Regions from separate parts of the Sus scrofa genome. Here regions 2 and 3 are each linked to region 1. The links are chromatin contacts, called in public Hi-C maps. All regions are on one chromosome and are shown on one strand. The core of a region is the stretch at or near the end of the contact, and the rest is flanking DNA. Distances in the headings are between cores, read along the strand shown. Region 1 holds the start of MFSD12 (major facilitator superfamily domain-containing protein 12). Region 2 holds the start of ZBTB7A (zinc finger and BTB domain-containing protein 7A). Region 3 holds the start of EEF2 (elongation factor 2).

Region 1 (2,600 bases), core at 71-2,570:
GGATTGGAAGAGTGAGGTGAGGAAAACCCTGGCCAGGGGTGAAGGGATCAAAGGGACTGGGGTCAGAGGATCAGCCCATGGATGCGGCAGGCTTGTGGTGTGGGCGTGGGCTCTGGGCGTGGGCGTGGTTTCTGTACTGGAGGCGATCTTCTGGCAGTGGGCGAAGCTGGCATTCGGCGATGGGCGGGGCCTGAGCTTAGAGTGGCAGGGGAGCTTCTGGTGGCGTGGTATTTGGCACTTGGGCGGGGTCTCAGCATCTTGAGGGAACTCTGGTCGGTGGGCGGAGCCACAGCGAATTCATATTGAACTCGGGGCGGAGCTTCAAGGCTAAGGGTCGCCGCCCCCAAAGTGCAGGGACTCACCTCCTCCTCGTGGGACCCCTTCTCTCCTGCCCGCGGGCCCTCGATGCGCTCTTGCTTGACAGCAACCACGAATCCCCCGTGCTGTCCTGGAGTCTTACCGCTCGCCGACCTGGAGACACGGGAAGCCAGGGTCACCCCACTCTCCAAACCCGAAGGCGGAGCTGGCAGCTCGAGGGCTGAGTCCTTAGAGGGGTTTGAGGTAATCAGGATTGGGGGTGGGGGGCTGAGACAGCAGGGGCACTACCGGAGCCACAGGGACCTGGGAGAGTCTGGAACCTAGGGATCATCCTCACTACCCCCCACCTCCGACGGTATCACTGGCAGCTAAGGGCCTGAATTCTGGAAACAGAGGTCTGAGGGGGTCAGGATCCGAGGATGGGGACCCCTTAAAGGCTAGAGCCCAGGAATTGGGAAAAGCTGGTGAGGGCCCGAGGGGGAGGGCCTGCTCCAGGTTGGGGGAGTCAAGACCGTGGGGGGCAGGGGTCGAAGAGCTCCTACGCGACCTGGGGGGCGCCCAGGCTGTAGCCCAGAGTGGGCTGGGGGAGGGGATGTCGCACTCACGCGGCAGCCGCGCCGGGCTGCTTGGGGCCGTGGGACATGGCCGCTCCCGGCCGCACCTGGAAAGCACAATCGTGGCCGAGTGAGGGTCTCTCGAGCAGCTGACGGCGGGGTCTGGCTGTGGAGCCCCGGAATGCCGGGGGGGGCAGGATCCGGGGACAGGGAGGCCCTCGAGGGCGGGCGCCCCAGGGATCCTTTGTTGGACGATCGCCCCCCAGGAGACCCAGGTCCGCAACCCCCGGCTCGGGAGGGGCCCCGCCCTGATCCTGGGACCCCCACGCCCCCCGCTCTCTCGCAGGGCCCCGACTTCTGCGGCTGTTTTCACCTCGAAAGAAACTTTCCCGGACCTCTCGGCTGCTGCGACGCTCCAACCAACCGCTCCAAGCCCGCCCCTGCCGCCTGCTCCGCCCCACCCCGCCCCCGGCATGCTAATAAAGGCTCGGCGAGCGGTCGGATTGGGTGTGCCCTACCCATGGGGCGTGGCCATGCAGATGAAGGTCGGCGCGCCCGTTGGTGATTGGCTGGGGCAGACGCTGAGCCGCGTGGGAGGTTAGTGGGAAAGGCTGCGGGCGGGTGCGTCAAGTTCGGCTGTGCTCGGCCCGCTCTCGGGACCAATCAGGATGCTTTGAGGCACCGCCGGGGCGGAGCCTCTTAAAGGGCCAGTAGATGCGGCAAGAATTTTTCCTTCGTACGTAAAGGGGAGACTCCACGCCCCTGCGGGATCCCGGGACCAGTGGGCTGTGTCGGGCTCGGCCCTAGTTGCCATGGGGCTGGCGGCAGGTTGCTAGGGAAGGGGTTGATCTTTGGGAGCAGCTCCTTTCCCCACGGCAAAGTGGGATATGTTCTTAGCAAACCTGGCGGGGAAGTTTCCCATTTATTGACTGGACTTGGAGCCGCGGTCGTGTCCTGCCTTGCTCTGAGCCGGAGGCCTCTGGATGCAGGGGCCTCAGCTTTTCCTTTTATGCAATAGGGGTTTTGTAGTGTCCAGGACCAGAAGGCTGCGAGGTTGAGACTGGGAGCTGGGCTGGAAGCATTTGGGGAAAGGTGGTGGGGACAGGAAGGCTGCAAGGACCTCATGAAGGTGGAGGGCTAGGAGACTCTGCCCCGGAATCTTGAGGAACCCCAGGCAGCAGCCCGATCTTCTCACAGCATGGACCGGGGTTGCCTCTGCGCCCAGAATGGTAGTTGTGGCCACTGGGTGTTCGTGATGGTTCATTAGAGTCTAAACAATCTGTCCAGATCACCTCCCTGCTCTCACCTCCCTTCACTTTTCCCCTCACTTTCTCCACACCAGCGACCTCGTTGTTCTTCACGTACATCCGTTTCATTCATTCCCTCCTCTGGACTTTTGCACTCGCTCTTCCTTCTACCTGGAGTGTCCCTCCCCGAGATTAAATGTCCCTCTTTTCAGTGATATTTTCCAAGGCTTGTACCCCACCCCATACACCAGTCTTATCTTTTCTCCATATGAGCTGCCTGTTTGCTCGTTGCTGTATTCCTAGCACCCAGAACAGTGCCCACAGGTGCTCTAATACATAGTCATTGAATAAACAATTGAATGAATCATGTAAATTTCTAACAAGCAAGAGCAGCTGCTTTGAAAAACAATCTGGCAGCTGGAAAAAAAAAGCAAAAGAAAACATGGAGTTACCATGCCATCCATCAATTGCACTCCTAGGG
Region 2 (2,600 bases), core at 68-2,567, 420 kb before region 1:
GGGGTTGGTTTCAGGCTGCAAGTCCTGGGGCTGTCACTTCCCTTCTGGGGGCCTCCCGGGTTTCCCCTTGAAGCCAAATTACTATTACAAAAGCCAATCCAACCCGTTTGGGAGTTGAAAGGCACTTTTAATACGTGTGTGAAGAGGCAATGAAGTGCAGGAAAGCTTTGAAGTCACAGAAGGACAGACGGGGTACATTTCACCCACGGCAGTGGAAGTTTCCTGCCTGTAAGGTAATGGTGGTAAAAATGATAATAACAATAAATAATGATCATGATAATGGCATTAGATGTTAGAATGGAGGTAAACAGGACCCCGGACAGAGCCAGCCACTCGAGAAGCGCTCAGCAAACGACGCCGAAGCAGGTGCCAGCCTTCTCCGACCGAGGGAATGCAGACAGGGAAACTGAGGCTCAGAGATCCCCAGGGGGCTGATTGCACCAGAGAGCCCTCCCCCAGCGCCTACTGTGTGCAGCGGGCAGTTGGCCGGGGCGGGTCAGGCAGTTCTCACTGCTCGTCCCCTCTTCCCCCTCCCCCGTCCCCCGCCGGACCTCTCCCACGACCGGGGAGGAAGTGGGAGAAATGGACAGGGAAAAAAAGTTGGGCTGAGCCAACGCCTCCCCACTCCCCACCTTCGCCCCTCCCAAGCCATGCAGACCCTTGCGGGAACGAACCGCGGGACCTAAGCGTCCGGTGCCGGGTCTCCGTCCCGCCCAGTGGCCCGCAGTTGGGTGGGGGAACTCGGAAAGCCGGGAAAACAACAGCCCAGCCCGCCCCTAGCCAACCCCTTCCCCCGCTACGCCCCTGGCGCAGCGGGCAGAGGCGACTCCTTTACATAATCGCAGGCGGGCAGGTTGGCTGTTTCATTTACAGACCCGGGAGCCCAGCGGACCCGAGCCGTCAACCCAAAGCCCGCCCCCAGGTCCCTTCCGCAGCTGGACAAACTGAGGCCCGGGGAGGGCCGGCGTCCGGCCCGCAGTCTCCACCCCTCGCCCCCCACCCACCCCCAGCAGCCCGGGCAGCCGCGACCCACGCCCGCGTCGGTCCTCGCAGTGCGCATAGCCCTCCCCGCCCCCGCTGCCATCCTGCCACGCCCCAGGCGTCGGGGGCAAAGCCCGCGCCCCCCCCCGCACCCGCCTCTGCGTGGAGGCTGGGGGCCTGTTTATCTGGAGTCCCCCACCCCCTCCACCCGGGGGGCCCGCTCCCCCCGCGCCCCGGGGAGCTCTGGGGACAGATAAGCTGGCAGGCTGGCACGGCGCCGCGCAGCGGGGCGGAGAGGTCAGAAGAGGGGGGGCGCGCCGGGGGCGGGCTGGACCCCCCCTCAACTTGACAAAACCTAATAACAGCCCGGTTTCTCCGGCGCAGCGGGCGAAGCCCCACGGGAGGGCAGAGACGTGGCAAGAGGGGACCTGCCGAGCCTGTTCTGGCCTCTGAGGCCGGGGTGGGGGGGCGGGCTGGGCGTGGGGGGGGCCGGCGGCTGCGGCACCTTTAAGACAAGGGAGGACCCCTCTTGCCCTCGGAGAAACCAGGAAGGGAGTCGCGAGCATCATACGGGGCTTTGGCTGTACTGTACAGTTACTGTAGGGGCAGTGACGCCGCCGCCGGAGCGAGGGAGCGAAGAGGGGAGAGCCAGCGAGGGGAGAGCTAGACGCGGACCCCAGAGGCGAGCGGCCGAGGAGCCCAGTCCCAACTCCGGGCCCCGGCCCCGCGCGCCCCGGCCCGGCCCGGCCCCGCGAGGTAAGTCAGCGCACGGCGCGGCCCCCAGCATGGGGTGCAGGGTGGGGAAGGGCTGGGGTCTCTGCGCCCACCTTTGCCCTCGCCAGAAGGGGCGATCCCGGGAGCCAGGGACGTTCCGCAAGTTTCAGAGGAGGGGGTGGCTGGCAGCTGCCGGGAGGCTGGAGGCGCCCTGGATCCCGAGCGCGGGGAGGGGGCGCCGCCAGGGAAGGGGTATTAGGGGCGAAGTGCATAGGCTTGTGCGCCGGCCGCCCCCCCCCGACCCCCCTGGTGCATGGTTTTTTCGGGGCTCCCAGGAGCGCGAGGAGAGGGGGAGGGGAAGCGGGGCTGCATTGAGGGTGGGGGGAGCCGGCGTGGGGAGATAGGGGGGCGCGTCGCGTGCTAAGTTTGCAGCTGGGTACTGGGGGCGCTCTCGCCCCCCGGGGGCCTATTCGGTGCTGCGTGCATACGTTGGAGTTGGCCAGGATTGAGCTCCATGGGGGATGGGGGGGAGGGGGCTGAAAAAACAGGGAGGGGGGCTTTGCAAAGGAGGGGGAAGGGGTGGGGTGTCCGGGTGGGCGGGCGCGGCCGCTGGGGCCTCTGGGCGTCGTAGTCCCCCCGCGCTTGCAGCTGGCAGGTGGCAGGCTGCTCGGACTACAAGTCCCAGGGTGCGCCGCGCCGCCGTCCCGCCGCGGCCCGCGGGTAGGGGCGGTGCGGAGGAGGGGCGGTGAGTGGCGGGCTAGCGAGCCAATGAGCGCGGGCTGATCGCGCGGCGCGGCCCGGAGGCGGGGCCTGCCGGCCCGGAGGCGGGGCCTGGAGCCGGGCTCCCCTTGCCGGGGGCCGGTGGCGGTCCCCGGCTTCCGGCTGCGCGGCCCGCGGGCCGTCCC
Region 3 (2,600 bases), core at 41-2,540, 350 kb before region 1:
CGCACCCAGAGGATATGGAACTTCCTGGACCAGGAATCAAATCCCAGCCAGAGCTCCGGACCTAAACCACACCTGCCCTGACGGTGGATTCTTAACGAGGCCGCACTGCGCCACAGCGGGAACGCCGAGAGGGGCTTAAGTCCAGACCTGAGCTTGCAAGGCTTTTTACATGTGTACATCATCCCTTCTCCTAGCATAGGGAAAGCACTTCAGTCCCCCTTCTTTTGGCAGAATGAGTTTAAGGAAAGAAGTGGGTTAATTTGTGCTAATATCACTAATTGGTGCAAGAAATACTTATGAGCGCCTACTGTGTACCAGGCATTGAGTTGGGCTCTTTATCAAGGATAAAGATACTGAATTGAAAGCCAGCTCATTCCATCCAGTCAGAGATCTGAAATACAATTGTTTCTTAGGGTCATATTAGGACACAAATGCAAAGTAGTCTTCCTGCGCCTCCCCCTGGAAGGAAAATGAAATAGAAAATGGGATTATGCATGTGAAGAAGCGTTCAGCCCCTGTGCCCGCGACACAGCAAACCAGTTCCTGAAATAAGTGCTCATTGATAGTAATGATAGTTAATTAAAAAGAGCTGACGTGTATTGAGAACTGTGTCAGGTATGGCGGTAGTTTTACTGTTCCCCGGTGAGGCAGTACAGATTACTCCCATTTTACAGACAAGAAAACCGAACAGAAAATCCGAGTATCTACTGTAAGAACACTTACAGCGGTGGGACAGTAGGTATTTTGTTCACTGTTATATCCGCAACACCTACAGCCATGCCTGTTATAGGAGACGCTCAACCCGTCTCTTTGGAATAAATGAGTGCTTAAAAAATTACCTGCTTTTTAAAAATCTTATTTTAATGAAATAATTATAGACGTAGTTGCAAAAATAGTACAGAGAGGTCCCTAGTACCCTTTCCCCCAGCTTCCCCCATTACTGTCAATTTACATCACACTATCAAATCCAGGAAATTAACCTTGGCACATTCCACAGACCCTGTTCATATTGTAATGTGTTTTAATACAAATGTTTGGCATTTTACAAATTGATATCGTGCTAGGATTGGAGTAATATTCTCAGCTAAGGCTGAGCTCTTCCCTTTCTGCACCGGAGTATTGCATACCTGAGGCGTGCACCCACCTCGGGGCCAAACACGCCCCAGGGAAAATCTTAAGTGCTGAATGTAGACCCCCTACTTTCCAGCAGCCTTGCAGACGCCTAAGGGGTTACCCGGGGGGAGGGCGTCAGTGCGCCTGCGCGCAGCGATGCTTCACCCCGCCCCCGAAGCGCGATCAGATGACCCGCCCAACCGGCGTCGGCCTATAAAAGCTCGGGTGTTGACGTCAGCGTTCTCTTCCGCCGTCGTCGCCGCCATCCTCGGCGCGACTAACCTTACTCGGATCTGCCCGGTAGAATCCACCGCCATCCGTCACCATGGTGAGCAGTGCTGTCCAGAGGGCGGCCTGGAGCAGCGGCGGGGCCTCTGCAGGACCGGCGCTGCCAAGCCTGGAGTGCTGTGGCCTCCGGGACCGGGAGTAGACATGGCGGCTGCGGGGCTGGAGGGCCTGGGGCTGAGAAAGCGGTTGCCGCCATGTCTACGCGCTGCACTTCTCACCGAACTTCGCTTCCGGGGGCGCCGCCGCCCCGCGGGGTCCCCGGTCCTGCCGAGGCTGGGGCGGAGGCGGGGCGGTGGGGTATGATGATGTGGCAGACGCTGTAATGGCGGGCGCCGCTGTGCGAGCAGGGAGAGGGGAGCCGCCTTATGTAACCCGCGGGCCAGGAGTTTGAGTTCGATTTTCTGTCGGAAGTCGTGGGCGGCAAGGAAATGGCAAAAGGAAAGGAGAGTAAGACCCTTGGTAGCGCCCCATCTTACGCTCTGTAACCTTGGCATGATCCCTTGTCTTTACTGTATTTCCCAATTGTGAACACCTGATTCCGGGGCCACGCGGTGGAGGCTCGCGCCGGTTAGCACTGCGCAGGTCCCCCCACCTGACCGCGGGTGTCATTCAAGGAATCCAGGGTGGCGTGGGTGGCTCTGCCTGACCCCCGCAGCGAGGGGTGACCTTGGTTGTTTAAGAGGCTCTTTGGTTGGGGGAAGCCTGGAGGTACACACAGTGGCAACACAGTGTGACTTGGGGAGCTTCAGCTCTCCAGTATTCTTTAAATGGTCTCCGTGATACCCCGGTATTTACTCAGTTTAAAGGAAAGATGTCGCACTTTGGGACTTCTCAGTTTTCATTCTGGACTGTCATTCTTGAGTTGTGAGGACCAGGGAACGTGGTGAGAAGCATTTTTAAAAGAATGTCAACAAAGAGGGGGATTTGAGTGGGAGTTGGGGTGGCTCCAGGACCAACCCCCTTTGACCTTAGCCTAGCAGTGTCTATTGATCAAAGCCTTAGTGCCAAAACCCATTCCCTGAGAGCTGGGCACCTCTGAGACTCTCCTCCCCCCACCCGTAGGTGAACTTCACAGTAGACCAGATCCGGGCCATCATGGACAAGAAGGCTAATATCCGAAACATGTCCGTCATTGCCCACGTGGACCATGGCAAGTCCACTCTGACGGACTCATTGGTGTGCAAGGCTGGTATCATCGC

Evidence for each region. Hi-C and Micro-C count contacts between places; a contact is called where the count stands out from the background.
Region 2: a contact with region 1 is called in a Hi-C map of skeletal muscle, with 4 times the contacts expected there. The contact joins the promoter of ZBTB7A here to the promoter of MFSD12 in region 1. A contact is called at or near these places in 1 of 47 Hi-C or Micro-C datasets (skeletal muscle) and 1 of 2 datasets of contacts at active chromatin or transcription factors (alveolar macrophages).
Region 3: a Hi-C map of liver shows a contact between it and region 1, with 2.7 times the contacts expected there. The contact joins the promoter of EEF2 here to the promoter of MFSD12 in region 1. A contact is called at or near these places in 1 of 47 Hi-C or Micro-C datasets (liver) and 1 of 2 datasets of contacts at active chromatin or transcription factors (alveolar macrophages).

The regions. Positions count from the first base shown.
Region 1 is chr2:75,097,211-75,099,810 of Sscrofa11.1, forward strand. MFSD12 (major facilitator superfamily domain-containing protein 12) reads left to right here and starts at 1,321. Exons shown (of 10, transcript XM_021084115.1): 1 at 1,321-1,469. The coding sequence starts at 1,346. It overlaps HMG20B (SWI/SNF-related matrix-associated actin-dependent regulator of chromatin subfamily E member 1-related), which reads right to left and starts at 1,356. Exons shown (of 10, transcript XM_021084120.1): 1 at 1,246-1,356; 2 at 924-979; 3 at 363-471. The coding sequence starts at 1,347.
Region 2 is chr2:74,676,976-74,679,575 of Sscrofa11.1, forward strand. It overlaps ZBTB7A (zinc finger and BTB domain-containing protein 7A), which reads left to right and starts at 1,318. Exons shown (of 3, transcript XM_003354008.4): 1 at 1,318-1,737. It overlaps LOC110259362 (vegetative cell wall protein gp1-like), which reads left to right. Exons shown (of 2, transcript XM_021084088.1): 1 at 1-1,278; 2 at 1,576-1,667. The coding sequence starts at 392. The coding sequence ends at 1,648. LOC110259661 (basic proline-rich protein-like) reads right to left here. Exons shown (of 4, transcript XM_021085143.1): 3 at 2,338-2,577; 4 at 2,162-2,231. The coding sequence ends at 2,162.
Region 3 is chr2:74,745,251-74,747,850 of Sscrofa11.1, forward strand. It overlaps EEF2 (elongation factor 2), which reads left to right and starts at 1,291. Exons shown (of 15, transcript XM_003354002.5): 1 at 1,291-1,441; 2 at 2,464-2,600. The coding sequence starts at 1,439.